5 separate regions of the Mus musculus genome follow, and regions 1, 2, 4 and 5 are each linked to region 3. Evidence: chromatin contacts called from public Hi-C and HiChIP or PLAC-seq data. All regions are on one chromosome and are shown on one strand. Each heading gives the region's core, a stretch centred on a gene start, on an enhancer-like site or on the middle of the called end of the contact. The rest is flanking DNA. Distances are from core to core; before and after follow the strand shown. Region 1 overlaps Stx8 (syntaxin 8). Region 2 overlaps Stx8 (syntaxin 8). Region 3 holds the start of Ntn1 (netrin 1). Region 4 overlaps Ntn1 (netrin 1). Region 5 overlaps Stx8 (syntaxin 8).

Region 1 (2,700 bases), core at 55-2,554, 240 kb before region 3:
TGGAATCATGGCCTGCATTGTTAGCTGCCCAAGCATTGTCGGCTGTGCCAACAGTTTGAGATATTAATGTATTCTGGAGATCAGTGAATGAAGAATTCCTCTGCACTTTTTCCCTTTTAATTTTTTTCCCCTTTCCATCCACTTTGTTTGCAGTGTCTTTGTCTGCCGGGCGTTGCTGGGCATTTCTAATGAGAGAGCAAAGAATTGTAGAAGGAAAAAGGCAAAGGGGGAGGGAGAGAGAAAACAGGCAAGAGAAACAGGGCATGTTTAGCACTTTAACAGTAAGGTGACATTTTTACAAGCCAGTCAGGTGCACGGGACTCTTGGAAAGCTCGAAGCCACGCCGGCAATGCAAATTCCAAGCGGAAAGCACATTCGGGGCCACGTCTAACTCATTGATTAGCAGCTCGCAAGGAAAATGCACTTTTATTTCCTAACATCATTTTCCCCACAGGACGCCCAGCCTGGGTGCTGCTTTGGTATTCAATCCTGCTTCATTATTGCAGCCACCTCGCAACCCACCCTGGGCAGCTGCTAAAAGGGGGAAAAATTAAAGCAATTCATACTCGCAGTGACTTACTGCTGCAGAATAATTGGTTTCTGTTTGCAAAGAACATTATCACAGCAAAGCCCAGAAAACAGAAAGGCCTGTCTGTGAGAGGGTTTCTGAGGCTAGGTTGGAAGGCGGCTGCAGGGGGAAGGAGGGAGGGATGTGAAAAATCACATTTCCTAGAAGGCAATTAGCTAATAATTAATTTTTTAGCATGCTCCCATCGCGGACTTGTCCTTGTGTGATATATAGACAGGGATGCCGGCTTCCTGCTGCATCCTTTGATTCCTCGTGGAAATGTTAATGAGACTAAAGCAGTTAAGGAGCTCTTTAGACAACACGGTGCTGTGGGGAAGGCCGGAATGAAATTCAGACCCTCTGAGGACTTCTCTGACACACAAGAAGTCCCTTTGTTTCCTGTTTTATAAACCAGAGGCATGTCTAAAATTGCGGGGAAAGTGAGAGGGGGCTGAGGCCTGGCGCCGGGGCCTGGCTTTCTATATTTAAAAAGAGGAAAAATTGTTCGCTAGTTATCCGTGCCTGGGTTTGATAGGCAGTCTAGGGTGTTTTTGAAGTTCTGAGGGAAGGGTCTCTGAAGATGTAAGCGGGATCTGTCTTTCACTTAGACTTAATTAAGAAACTTGCTGGCTTTGTCTGTAGGGGGCCCATTACGCACAAGCTGCAGCCCCCTCTGAATAGGGGCTCAGCCTGGAAAGTGTATACAAGCCAGGCCGCCTTTGTGTTGTGTTGCCAAACTGGAGGCAGGAGCAAGTGGGAGCCTGGCTCTGCCAGAGGCCAGCCTGTTGTTCATACATGTGAACCAGGTCCCAACCAACGCTGCAGCAAGTGTCTGCCCATTCCCTGGGGGACCTAGAACTAACGAACCTTTTAGGAAAGAAACATCAAGAGGCTGAGGGGAGAGAGGGTTGGCCTTATTCTCCGGTGTCCCTTTTTAGTCCTGGTGATGGGCCACAGAGCTAAACAGTATCAGCAGCCAGAGCTAGGAGTGTAAGCCAGAGGTGGCCAGGGCCTGGTAGTGGTGCGGCAGTCTCAGCCACCCACCCCCATCACTTGATCCTCCAGCCCAGGGCACAATTTTGCCTGGTCACTGTTCTTGTAACCCTGAGAATAATTTCCCCCTGGTGGGCTACTGTGGCCTGCCCTATTTAGAACAAAGTTGCTGAATGCCAGAGAATAAAGAACAGCTGGGAGGCTGTGCGCAGTGGTTAATCAGCTAATTCGCATTTCAAAAGGCTCTAATAAGAGGTGATAAATTCACATAAAGCCCTGGGTATGAGTACTTTATTCTGGAAAGCTTTCTCCCTTCTGTTTCTTTCCCTACCCATCTCTGCCTTGTGCTTTGAAGCTCTCCGGGACCTCCCAGGGTATCCCCACCTCTGCCCTCTGCCACCTCCGGAGCTGGGAGCTGCAAACCTTCACCTTCTTGGCGGTGACCAGCTGCAGGCACCCCCGCGGGCACCTCCACACTCCTTCAGCCCAGCCCTGGCCCTGTCCACCTGGGAGCCCCTGGCCTCCCCCTCCTACCTTGCTGAGTTTGCTGGATTCAACCTATCTCCTGTCTGTCCACTCACCTCCTGACTGCTGCAGTTGCCATTTGCTTTGCCAGCCGTGGGACCCCAGCTTAACACTGAGTTCTGCCCTATGGCGTGCAGTGAGAACCCCAGTTCCGTGTCTGTCTTGGCCTTCTCCCCATCCCTTATGCCAGCTATCCAAAACCCTATGGGCTGCGTCTTGGGCTTTCCATGATTGAGTCTTTCTATGCTTCAGGCTAATGATACTACTCTGTCCCTAGGGTCCCTCACCCAGTTACTAGAAACCAGCCAGCCAGCCATTGTAGAAATAAAAATAGGATGCCAAAACCCAATGATTTGTTTGTCTGTTTGTTTGTCTCAGCCAGTAGTCCAGTTCAACTGGAAAGTGAGCTTGTCTGGACTTACACACACACACACACACACACACACACACACACACCAATCACACAGTCCCTGACCATATGTAGACCGCGGTTGCTGTAGTTAGTTCACACCTGTAAATGACAAGGCAATAATTGCCCAGAGCATCCTTGATCCAGCTGGACCGGGGCAGCCCCACACATTCAGCACTTTGGGTGCTCGTCTTTTCCTGTGGTT
Region 2 (2,700 bases), core at 189-2,688, 210 kb before region 3:
GCGTATAATAAAAGACGTGTGTATACATATAAAATCTCAAAGCTGTGAGAGACAGACAGAAGATATTTAAATGTGGGCGAGAACATAAATAGAATGGATCAAATCCTTTAGCTGGTGTCGTCTTGGAGAATTAACTCTAGTGCCAAGAATAGAGACCTGGGAAACCAGGGCAAAAGAGCAAAATATGACTTACACACAGCGATAGTATCTGATAGGAGAGCGGGGGGCAGGGGGCATAGCAAGCTTTTTCAGGAAAGGTGAGCGGTTTTTTTTTTTTTTTATTGAATATTTAGCAAAGTGAGTGAAGCATGTATGTAATTGTTTGAGGACTGTACAGAATGCACAGGAATTCTTCCCGGTTTGGTTAGTGGCCATATTTGCTGGAGTTGACCCTAGTTGCTTATTATTATCATTATTATTATTACAGTGTCACATGTAGCTCAGGCTGACCTTATATTTACATGTGTGGCCCTGAACTTTCCATCCTCCTGCACTGACTTCCCGAGTGTTGGGGTATAGGTGTGTGTCACTATCCGAGGTCTACGAGCCTACTTTAGATTTAACGGGATCCTCATCCCTTCCCACTGTTAGTTTTTATGTGCCTTAGAGCTGTGCCAAATTCATTTCTTTGAAGCTGGCCATAAAGCTAGGAGCCTGCTCCCTGACTCCAATAGAGGACCGTCCTAATCACCGGAGGACACTGAGCAGGAGCGTGTCCCAGGGAACAGCATGTCACAGCCTAGTTAGAACACTCTTGATTGGTTAGTTTTGTCTGCCATTCCCAGTTTCCCAGATTTGTGGAGATTTTCATGGACAGGCATTGTGATCATTTGAATGAGAAATGTCTGCCTTAGGCCTCAGGCATTTAAGCATGTGGTCTTGGTTCATGTGCTGTTTTATGGAGGTTTAGGAGGTGAAGCCCTGATGGAGGAAGTGTGCCACTGAAGGCAGCCTCTGAGTAGTATAGCCTTGCCCCGCTTCCTGATAGTGCCACCATGCCTGCCTGACCCTCTAGAACCTACACCAAGGTAAGCTCCCTCTTCCTTAAGTTACCTTTGGTCATGGCGCTTATCATGGCAGCCGAGGAGTAACTAGACAAGTACATATTAGGTACTTTGGAGGAAACAAAACTGTGTGTTCATAATGTGACCCATATGTCCACTAATCAGAAATATGTACAACAGAGCCATGTTGAGCTGGAGGAAATTGTCCTAAACCAGCCAAACAGTGGGTTTGGCCCTTAAAGGGGTTGTAACATACAGCAGACTCACTGTAACCTAGCTTGATAAGCAAGCAGGTTGAGCCTAACCCAGATGTGCTCCTGTAGCTAAGCAACTGGATTTACCCAATCCCAGGAGTTGAGCCCAGCCTTTCAGATCATGCCCAAATAAGGTAAAAGCCCAGCCACACGGAGCCAGTAATCTTTGTATATCTTTGTATGTCATTTCCTGTGTTTCTGGTTATAAACCATTGGCAGGGCGGGAGCATTCAGCGTCGTCTTTAGTCTAGAGTACTCTCCAGTTCTAGAACCTTTCTCTTGCTCAAGTTAACTAAGCTTAACTAACTTAGTTAACTAAGTTAACTAAGCTGAGTTAGTCTCAGATTTTTCTTAACAGACTTCCTTACTTTTCTTTCTATACATAGTAGTAGTTTGTAGTTTGAGATCTACCCCTAATAAGAAGTGGAAGTCATTTTGATTGCCTCTGAGAGAGTTGTAGTATGATAAAGTTACTGTTAAGTTATTGAGGGTTTTTGTTATTGTTGTTGTTGGCATATTTTTTATTTTATTTTTATTTTTGCTCACATGTGAAATTCAGAGTGCATAGGGTAGTTGGTTCTTTAGACTGTATTATTTAACCTAACCTTCAGTTTTTAACCCAACCATCGTCCTGTCCCTGGGCCTTCCCTGGGGACTTGTGTCCTAGTCCCAAACCTTACCCTCAGTCAGTTACTGAGGTCTCGGTGTCTCCCATGGGTCACTGACTACGCCTCCTTTTACTCTTGGTTTTTCCACAGTTCATTGCTGTATCTGGTTTGTTATACTTTTCGTTCTGTTTCCGTTTGTGGATTATGCTATTTCTCCTCCTCACCTGTAGGTTGGGTTTGAGGAAGAGACAAGGTAACTGTAGGTAGAGGTAGGCAGGCTGCCACGTGTGAGAACATCACCATATGACATCCGTTCCCCTCCCCACTATAACCCAATGGATAGATAATGTTATTGTGCTATCCCAGATAAGAATGGAGGCTCAGGGAGGCGAAGCCTGTCCCCATGTCACATGACTGAGGAGTGGAAGAGCAGCAGTTTGAGCCTCAGCCTCTTTCTAAGTTAGATTCTCCAGGACTTCCTTCTTGCCATGCCAGACACTGGTGATCATGAATACAGAAATACCACACACCGCCCCAAGGGGCCTCATCATTCGGGTAACAGGGCCTTTTCTTCTTGTCTTTGTTCCCTGAAGCAATCCTTTCTTATTTCATTTAAAGACTCCCCCTCTACAGCTGCTGTGGGCAGCTTAGTGTTGTCTGAAGTCTGAAGATGAGAACGGGAGCCACGAGCTTACAAGTTACCAAATCTGGAAGATGTGTTGGGGTGAAACACTCTTGCCAACCTCCTGCCTCCTAAATCTTTTTGTGAGCACGTTTTCTTACCCAAATGACAAAGAACTGCTTGTACTGCGCATGCCTAAAACTCATGGGTCT
Region 3 (2,700 bases), core at 50-2,549:
CTCGTTCTGTTTGGTGATAGGCGCGCGGTGCGGCCGGTTGTACATTTTGCGGCACTGCGTGGAATAGAACTGGAAGGGCACCCACGTGCGCCCGTAGTCCATGGACTTGTAGATGGCCATGGACTCTGGCCGCGGCGAGCAGAATTGCAGGCTCACATAGGTCACCTCAAACTTCTTGCCGAGCGACAGAGTGAGCGTCACGTTGTGCGGGAACTGCAGGTAGTTCTCGGACTGCCAGCACGTCAGGTTGTGCGGGTTATTGAGGTCGGTGAGGAAGGCGGGCGGGTGCGCTTTCTTGGGATCCGAAGAGTTGCAGAGGTGACAGGAGCGCAGCCGCTCTTCACCACGCTCGCTCACCACGCAGTAGCGCGCCGGGGGCCGGCCGCAGGTGCTGGACACGCGCACGTCCTTGCCGAAGGCCGCGTTGACAAAGTCCGGGATGCAGCGGCGCGGGTGTCCATTCTCATCCGAGCAAGGATCAGGCTGCGCCGCCTGGCCGGCGAACATGCTAAGCCCGGGCCCGCCGCGCACCGCGCCCACCAGGCACGCCACCGCCGCCAGCGCCGCCAGCGCCTCCCACACAGCGCGCATCATGCTGTGGCCAGCTTGCCCCGGCCCCGCCGCGCCAAGGAGTCGGTTCGCCCGCCGCACCAGGCGCCTGCGGAGAGAGGGGAGCCGCGCTCAGCCAGCCAGCAGCCAGCCCGCCCCGCGCCCAACAGCCCTCGGTGGAGTGGCGGGCAAGTGCCCCGCTCCCCGGGGTACCAACCCCGAGACTGCCCACTTCCCTCCCCCAAAGTCCGGGGGACCCCGAGCGCAGGGGCTTCCAAACCTGAACCGCCCGCGCCCCTTCCTCCCGGCTTCCCCAGCCTCCCGGCCAACCGAAGAGCAAGCCCGCGCCCATCTGCCCATCCGCAGCTATGCCCATTCTCCTTGCTCCCTTAAGCCTCAGGCGCAGCAGGGCTCCAGATCCCCCAACCACGCACGGGCTCAGCGTCCTTTTCTCTTGCCACCTGGGGTCCTTCCTTTATAAATGCCCCCTCCCCAATCGCGTCCCCGCTGGGGATTCCGCGTAGGAGACTTTACCTCTAAGTGATGGCAAAAGAGAAAGAAAAGTTTGCCTGGCCCAAGCCGGGGAGCCCGCGCGCCGGACTGCAGAGAGCCTCTCGCTGGCGGCTAGCAAGAGCGTCCTGTCTCAACGCGGGCTTGCCAGCTCCATGCCCGGCGCGGCCGCCGCTGCCCCAGCCCCGGCCCCGGCCGCCACCGCCGCCGCCTCTTCCTCCCGAGTGACGACGCGGCCGCCGACTCCCGCCGCGGTCCGAGTGCTGCCCTGCCCGCCCGGGGCGCACACACACACACACACTCACGCTCGCTGGCGCGCACTCACACACGCACGCACGCCCCCGAAGGCTCTGCCGCCGCCCGCCGCTGCCGCTGCCGCTGCCGCCGCCGCCACCACTCGCGCTAGGAGTGGGGGGCGGAGGGGAGCGCGGAGGCGGGGCCGCCGGGCGGGGCGCCGGCCAGTAACGTCGGCAAGCAGCCGCCCGCTCACGAGCAAAGTTTTAACCCCGGGAAGAAGAAAGTTAAAGCCAACGGGCCCGGGATGCTCCAGAGGGCGAGAGCGAGCGGGTGGGAACCTGGGAGCCGGAGAAAGAACAGCAGAGACAAAGAGAAAGCAAGAGGAGCGCCCGGGGAAACCCCGGAGAGGGGGCAGGGCCGGCGCGCACCCTGTGGGGGTGGGGTGGGGGCGAGAACGGCTTTCTCCCTCCCGGTCCCAGCCAAACACATCTGTGTTTGTTTTCTTTTCTTCGCAGAGGTCCAGCCTTCCTCCAACCCAGACTGGTGGCCCCGGTGGCACTACGCTCAGGGCCTTGCCCCTATGGGCACTCGGCCCCAGAGGCGTGAGGAAGGGGAACTGGAAAGGGATGTGAACTTTCTGCCCCTAGGCTCTAGGGGATGGGGTGGGGGGCAACAAGAGGCAGCGCCTAAACCTCACAGAGTTGTCACTGCCAATTTTCTTTTAGGCCTGGAAGCTGTGGTGATTCGAGGCTAAAGGCCAAGAAGCTCGGACGCACCTGGATAGTGGCCTACTCAGGTCTATCCTGAACTTCAGAGATGGGGCCAGTTCAGTTCTCCCAGGGTCCCCTGAAGCTGACTTGGCAGCTCCTAGATCCTTTTTTTTTTTTAATATCCCTAGGGAGATTCCCACAATAGCTTTGCATAGTACCAATTGACTCTACTCTTCAACTAAGGGTGTGGAGGCTTCAGAGGCTAGGGATAACTTTCCCAAATTTCTGGCTACTTATATGTGTGTGTGTGTGTGTGTGTGTGTGTGTGTGTGTGTGTGTGTGTATGTATGTGTGTGTATATATATATAATTTGGATACAGTAATCTGGGCTCCTGGCCTGAGGCAGTGGTGTTCTCCTGTGGGTGGTGTGCTTTTGCCACTTCAGCTACTCTGGAGGCCGAAGGCTTGAGAGCTATCTTAAGCCCAGGAGTTCAAGGCCAGCATGGGGAACATACCCCATCTCAAAGAAACATGAGCTCTCTCACCACGTTTGTCTAATGGATAACCTCGCGCAATTACAGTCTCCTGGGGTGTCCTCGGGCCACCCAGCCTCTGGCCTGGTTCTCTGTTGCCTTAACAAAAGGACTGTGAACAAGAATGGTAACCTTTGGCTGTCTTGCAGCTACAGCCAGAG
Region 4 (2,700 bases), core at 53-2,552, 150 kb before region 3:
TTAGGGTGTGGTGCGTTGGGGCGGGGGAGGGGAGCAGGTGGCTTCAGTGGGACTTCAGAAGGCAACTTGTCACTTCAGTCTTAGCTACTGGGAACACCGCAGGAAATGGGATGTTGGGGGAGAGTGCAGAGGAGCTGACAGCCTGGAGACTGCTGGCACTGGGGCCCCACACAACTGGATGTCCTTCAACACAGCACTGTGCCTTACAGCTCCGGATTCCTGACTTAGGTCGATGGAGCTACGGCTGTCATCTTTTACAATCCTGGTAAGACGGGGCTTGACATGTAATCAGCACCAGGATCACAGAAGCTCTCATGATTCTTACTCTACCGCAAAGACCCGTGAGAGGAACCCAACTTTACTGTATTTCTGTCACATCCAATTTCTGTTTAAGCCCGAAGATATGTCTCGCTCAAATATGTCCTTGACTCTCTGAAGTTATGGCTGACCTCTGCCTGTCCCCCTGTTTTTAGAGGATTGGTGTCCTCAGGGCATCCCCCACACTGCAAGGAGAGGACTCTCGGTTTATCTGTCTCTGCTCCTGTCTGAAGTCAGAGGCCGTGTGCTGGGTCCCCAGGACCAGGCTACTCAACAGGCTCTCTGCAGGTATTTGCTGAACAGGCCAGGCTGCCACTGCGTGTGGTAGGCTAAGACCCTAGGTCCTGCTTGCCTTAGTCCAAGCGCGGAAGTCACTAGGCTCAGGATCAGAACCCACAGGAAGCAGCCAGTCTGGGGCAGCCTAGAAAAGTAAAGGCTGGAAACGAGATTCCAAAGGGTGGAAAAAGGCAATTTGGGAAACACCGCAGAACATAAAAGTGAGGCTTGGCACACATGGAGCAGTGCCTGAGGAGGAGGGTGGGAGCCGATAAATCTTCCCTATCCTGGGAGCTTGGATGGGCTCCGGTGTTTTATTTGGACTTTAATAACACGGATCCAAAATCCACCACCTTCTTAAGAAAATATATTTGCAGATTTTAAATACCAGCCCTTGGACTCGGCAGGCAGCTCTCACTCCAGAGATGGGAGGTCTGTGCAGGGGAACCCCCTAGGGATGAGCAGCCCCAGTCCAGGCTACTTGAGCTCAGGGTCCACCGTGCCTCAGTCTTCCAGAACACACTGGGACCTCCCCCCAAAGGGAAAGACAGAGGCATGATGGACTTAAGGACGTGGTATAAACAGCCAGGCCCTTCTGCTTAGGGTGGCCCCGGGCCTCCCTTGTAAATTCTGCGGGCCTGACTGGGGGTGGGGTTCCAGGCTAGAAGAGGTCAGGGGCTGGACTGACCACAGGAGGGAGCAGCCCCTCTTTTTTCCCTTGGAACAAGAGGGTGCAAATGAGTCCCCAGCATGCTCTTTCTTCTTGCTGAACAAGATGGATTGGAAAACAAATTGGCTCAAATAAAGCATGTAATTAGATTAGAGCCTCTTGCCCAGAGCCTCTGGGGTTGCAAAAACGCCCTCCTGACTGGAGAAAGGACACCTTGGCTGGCTAAACCAGCTCCCAGACATCCAGAATTTTCTCTTGACCCTCGGCTGTCCTCCTGCAGGTCCCCAGCCAATGTCGGCATGGTGGCGCACGCCTTTAATCCCAGCACTCAGGAGGCAGAGGCAGGCGGATTTCTGAGTTCGAGGCCAGCCTGGTCTACAAAGTGAGTTCCAGGACAGCCAGGGCTACACAGAGAAACCCTGTCTCGAAAAACCACCACCACCACCAACAACAAAAAGCCAATGTTGATTATGCAAAGGAGATGCCATGAAGACCTCTGCAGACCTCAGGGTTGCCCTGCACCCCACCTGTAGTAACTGCCTCAGTCTTGGAGCAGTAATGGTACCCAACCCAGGTAGTAAGAATGCCTGGATGTGGTAGGCAAAACCAGGATGGCTGCAACTTGCTCTCCGTGTGACCCCTACCACCAAGAAGTAGAAGAACCAGTATTGGCTGCCCTGACTGTCACCCATGAGGAGACAGAGGCCAAAAAAAGCTCTGTGTCAGCCACCCCCTGGAACTAAGGCAGATCTCTGTCCAAAGACACAGACACCCTGAGGACCACTTGAGCACGTACCCCTAAGTGCCCCTGTCCAGTGCAGAGGCTGCCCGGTCTTAAAGGGATCTGAGAAGAACCTCTACATGGCTGCTGTTGTATCTTTCGTCCCTTCTGTCAAACCCTTCCCTAAATACTGCCTCCTCTGTGTGCGTGCTGCCCTTCGGCCGTGAGCCATGCCTTTGGGAAATCAAGCCGTATTCAGTCTGCTGTATTTGAAGTGATGTTGGACTCAGGGAGGAAATTCCTTTTCCCCAAACTATTTCTAAAATCCTCTATCAAAATGACAGATGACTTCTGGCCCCAGGGCTAAAAGAGAACTCACACAGGAAAAAAACAGAAAGAAAGAAGCAAGGAAGAAAGACAAGGTCCTTGGGGTTCGTATCTCCAGGAAATAAAATGAGGAGTGACAGAGGAAACACAGATGATCATGTGTCATCCAGAACCCCCAACTCCCCCCCCACCCCCCCCCCCGCCCCGCCCCGTGCCTGGCCAACCACAGCATGGACCTTATCTAAGACCCAAAGCACCATCTGGGACCTGGAACTCCATAGGGAACTCCTTTTTTGTTTGTTTGTTTGTTTGTTTGTTTTTGTTTTGTTTGTTTGGTTTGGTTTTTTCGAGACAGGGTTTCTCTGTCTAGCCCTGGCTGTCCTGGAAC
Region 5 (2,700 bases), core at 9-2,508, 190 kb before region 3:
TGCCTTTTGCCTGGTGTTTTAATGAAAACTTTACTAAAGGCAATTAACACGTACACCCGTGAGGTAAAGTACCCTCAGGAAGGATGAGACCAGGGGCGGGAAGTGCTGTCCTGCCCACCAGTGTCTGGCTGTCTGGCCTGCTGAGCTGTGAGGTCGCTTGGTGGAAAGCTGTGATGTCCACACCACGAGCAGGCAAGTAGCATCGACTGCGTCAGAGTAGGCTGCATTTTCCAGCTGTCAATTAATTCAAACGAGCAAAAAGCAAACACATTCATCTTCGCCCACGGTCCTCTTCTTTCTTGGCTTATTTACCTAGTACTGGGATTCAAGGGGACATTTACATGAACTTTTGAAAATAAATATCCCAGTTCTGTCTTTTGTCCTGCTCAATCCCCACCTTTGGCTCCAGAGCCTGCTGCAAAACTAAAATAAAATATTTCTAAAATCTATGTTTGATCTGCAAGAACCAACTGGCTGATGCTTAAGCAAATGTCACCTTTGACAGCACAACTGTGAGAGGAAACTCATCCGCCGCAGGCGTTAGTCACACGTGTCTCATCCTCACAGGTGGTGGCTGCGTGGGGCTGGCCTGGTGGCCACGACTCTGCACAGTGTGACACACAAGGCAAGCGATGAGAACGTGCATTTTGGTTCAAAACAAGTAGCAGGGAGTCAGGATGGCTTGTCTTATGACAAACCCTGCATATAAAGAACTTCTGGACAAGGATGCCCTTGTGAAAATGGCTACCATTCCCTAGAAAAGCTGGCCTCCAAATTTTCCTTTTTTTTTCCCCCACCTAGCCAGTGAACAGTGAGGGCGGTTACCTGCTCTCTGCTGCAGTGGGGGTGTTGGCAGCACATGCTGTCACTCAGTGGTTTCCAGTGTTTCACTGGGGGGGGGGGGGGGAGCATGGGCCATTAATCCAGATGAACAATCTTCAGAAAACACGTCCCTGTTCCAAAGCCACAGTGTTAATTAATGTCCCTTCCTAATCTGAAAGGGAGTTTGTTTTCTTACATCTCTTTAAGTTGCCATATGCTAGACTTGTAAATATCCCAAGTGTTGGATACTCATCTGGTAAACTGACCAAAGGAAACGGACATTTCCCCGACCCTTGTAACCTGACCCTTGGCACCTCGTGCCTGCCCCTCAAAGGGACGCTTGAGTCTTGGGAGCAAACATCTGCCTGGCCAGGTGCCGGCAGTGCCATGGCAGGAGCTGAGTGAAATGCAGAGGAAGTGACCCAAAGCCGAGCCTTGCAGGTGTTCTGAGCTAGGGCTGGGCCCAGAGCGCTCATTGTTTAGAAGCTGGCAGGCTCCCAGGAGTTCAACTGTCAGTTTCATTCTGAAATGTCAAACATTTCCTTAGCTGGGGATGGATGGCGAGAGCCCCGGAGGCTGCAGCCCTGTTAGGAGGAAAAAGAAAACACCCCAATTTCTGTCTTTGAGAGTTGATTCAGTATGCATGGCTCAGGTTGTTTCAGGGGCCATTCTGCAAACTTAGACCCACTGTCCATGTCAGAAAGATGAGGGCTCAAGCCTGCCATGGTTATATGACAGTGACTGACTTCTGTCAGTGACTCTTACTGTAAGCCTTCGGGTGATATACACCAGAGACCCATTTCTGGCCACAGGGGCAAGTGAAGGTGCACATGGAAGCAGACTGGCCAAGAACCAGTTCAGTTCATGACAGTAAGTGTTCCTGGCTGCTTTTACTTTGTGTGTGTGTGTGCCTGGTATTTCCACCATAAAAAGTAGAGGCACAAAGAGAAGGAGATAAAGAAAAGGAATTGTATCTTAGTTTTTCAGCCCCAAAGGGTCTGGCCCTTTATCCCTGGTGAACCCTGTCTTCTGTTGGTTGTCAGGAGCCCTGGGTGGGCCCCCATGGTTTAGGAAGGGGTTAAAAGCACAGGTGAGAGCAGAGCTAGCTGGCTCCCCATGCAGCCCTCCAGAACCTCTGCTTCCTTGTATACGGAACAGAGAGTGGCCAATTACGGATCAGTGAGCCAGGTAATACACCTCTTGTCCTGAGCCCCGGACCTTGTTACTAGCTTTGACCTCAAACTGGGCTGAGCTTTAGTGCCTTTGAAAGGATCCATACTTCCAGGACATTTCCAGAAGGGTGCCGAAGCTGTCATCACAGATCAAACACTGTTGCTGTGATCAGGCCACTAAGTCAGGTCTTCGTGGCCCAAAGGATCCCGAAGCCACAGCTGGCTTTTACTTACCGCTTTCTTCTCCCCTACAAATGACTTCCTCAGTGCACCCAGCACTAAGTTTACTTAACACTGTTGAAAATGACCTCTCAATGGACTTGTGTTTGCCTGAAAGCATTTAAAATATAAAAGTCTTATTTGTTTTTGCTGTTGAAGTTCCCTTTTTGTCTTTGGATAAGCCCCTACTTTATAGCATGCAATCAACTTACTGTCTAAGGTGTCAAGAGGGAAGTATGCATCCCTTCGGGGATGTGTGTGTGTGTGTGTGTGTGTGTGTGTCCCAACATGCTGCTACTGAAGTGCCATGTGTCTGACACAGTTTCTGTGGTAGACACATTATCACCTTTAAAGGCAACACTGTATTTCTTTCTCATAGGCCCCACCCCTTCAGCTGAAACTTCCTGTCCTCTTTGAACTTCTAGAACCTAAGACACTTGGCTCCATGTACCTGTGATATTTGTTGGTTGATTTGGACCATTTTTGA

What was found. Hi-C and Micro-C count contacts between places; a contact is called where the count stands out from the background. HiChIP or PLAC-seq counts read pairs in DNA pulled down with a chosen protein or histone mark.
Region 1: a contact with region 3 is called in an H3K4me3 HiChIP or PLAC-seq map of embryonic forebrain, with 5 times the contacts expected there. The contact joins the enhancer-like site here to the promoter of Ntn1 in region 3. A contact is called at or near these places in 8 of 39 promoter capture datasets (the C10 cell line, cranial neural crest, embryonic stem cells and 5 more), 3 of 484 Hi-C or Micro-C datasets (stem cell-derived neural progenitor cells, stem cell-derived neurons and uterus), 23 of 115 datasets of contacts at active chromatin or transcription factors (bone marrow-derived macrophages, cardiomyocytes, craniofacial prominence and 15 more) and 2 of 9 other capture datasets (embryonic stem cells and macrophages).
Region 2: a Hi-C map of uterus shows a contact between it and region 3, with 2.7 times the contacts expected there. The contact joins the enhancer-like site here to the promoter of Ntn1 in region 3. A contact is called at or near these places in 12 of 39 promoter capture datasets (3T3-L1-derived adipocytes, the C10 cell line, cranial neural crest and 9 more), 1 of 15 datasets of contacts at CTCF or cohesin (the NIH/3T3 cell line), 3 of 484 Hi-C or Micro-C datasets (cortical neurons, nephron progenitors and uterus), 18 of 115 datasets of contacts at active chromatin or transcription factors (craniofacial prominence, double positive thymocytes, embryonic basal ganglia and 10 more) and 1 of 9 other capture datasets (adipose tissue).
Region 4: a Hi-C map of embryonic retina shows a contact between it and region 3, with 1.7 times the contacts expected there. The contact joins the enhancer-like site here to the promoter of Ntn1 in region 3. A contact is called at or near these places in 17 of 39 promoter capture datasets (the 3T3-L1 cell line, 3T3-L1-derived adipocytes, the HPC-7 cell line and 12 more), 10 of 484 Hi-C or Micro-C datasets (the CH12 cell line, cerebellum, cortical glia and 6 more), 15 of 115 datasets of contacts at active chromatin or transcription factors (craniofacial prominence, embryonic basal ganglia, embryonic forebrain and 11 more) and 4 of 9 other capture datasets (adipose tissue, embryonic stem cells, liver and 1 more).
Region 5: a contact with region 3 is called in an H3K4me3 HiChIP or PLAC-seq map of neural progenitor cells, with 9 times the contacts expected there. The contact joins the enhancer-like site here to the promoter of Ntn1 in region 3. A contact is called at or near these places in 10 of 39 promoter capture datasets (3T3-L1-derived adipocytes, the C10 cell line, cancer-associated fibroblasts and 7 more), 2 of 484 Hi-C or Micro-C datasets (double positive thymocytes and embryonic stem cells), 18 of 115 datasets of contacts at active chromatin or transcription factors (bone marrow-derived macrophages, craniofacial prominence, double positive thymocytes and 12 more) and 3 of 9 other capture datasets (adipose tissue, liver and macrophages).

Annotation. Positions count from the first base shown.
Region 1 is chr11:68,144,972-68,147,671 of GRCm38.p6, forward strand. All of the region lies in intron 7 of Stx8 (syntaxin 8), which reads left to right. Among named protein-coding and RNA genes, the nearest start is that of Mir6406, 75 kb to the right of the region's middle. Within about 2 kb of position 1,305, at least 62 of the 459 cell types and tissues checked have an H3K27ac peak or open chromatin away from gene starts, as enhancers often do. A contact at or near this core is called in differentiating embryonic stem cells, embryonic basal ganglia, embryonic forebrain and 7 more, where this site is marked.
Region 2 is chr11:68,175,378-68,178,077 of GRCm38.p6, forward strand. All of the region lies in intron 7 of Stx8 (syntaxin 8), which reads left to right. Among named protein-coding and RNA genes, the nearest start is that of Mir6406, 44 kb to the right of the region's middle. Within about 2 kb of position 1,439, at least 31 of the 459 cell types and tissues checked have an H3K27ac peak or open chromatin away from gene starts, as enhancers often do. A contact at or near this core is called in embryonic limb bud, stem cell-derived neural progenitor cells and uterus, where this site is marked.
Region 3 is chr11:68,385,527-68,388,226 of GRCm38.p6, forward strand. Ntn1 (netrin 1) reads right to left here and starts at 1,300. Exons shown (of 7, transcript NM_008744.2): 1 at 1,084-1,300; 2 at 1-658. The coding sequence starts at 594.
Region 4 is chr11:68,238,604-68,241,303 of GRCm38.p6, forward strand. All of the region lies in intron 5 of Ntn1 (netrin 1), which reads right to left. Among named protein-coding and RNA genes, the nearest start is that of Mir6406, 19 kb to the left of the region's middle. Within about 2 kb of position 1,303, at least 6 of the 459 cell types and tissues checked have an H3K27ac peak or open chromatin away from gene starts, as enhancers often do. A contact at or near this core is called in embryonic retina, where this site is marked.
Region 5 is chr11:68,198,738-68,201,437 of GRCm38.p6, forward strand. All of the region lies in intron 7 of Stx8 (syntaxin 8), which reads left to right. Among named protein-coding and RNA genes, the nearest start is that of Mir6406, 21 kb to the right of the region's middle. Within about 2 kb of position 1,259, at least 77 of the 459 cell types and tissues checked have an H3K27ac peak or open chromatin away from gene starts, as enhancers often do. A contact at or near this core is called in double positive thymocytes, neural progenitor cells, oligodendrocyte precursor cells and 1 more, where this site is marked.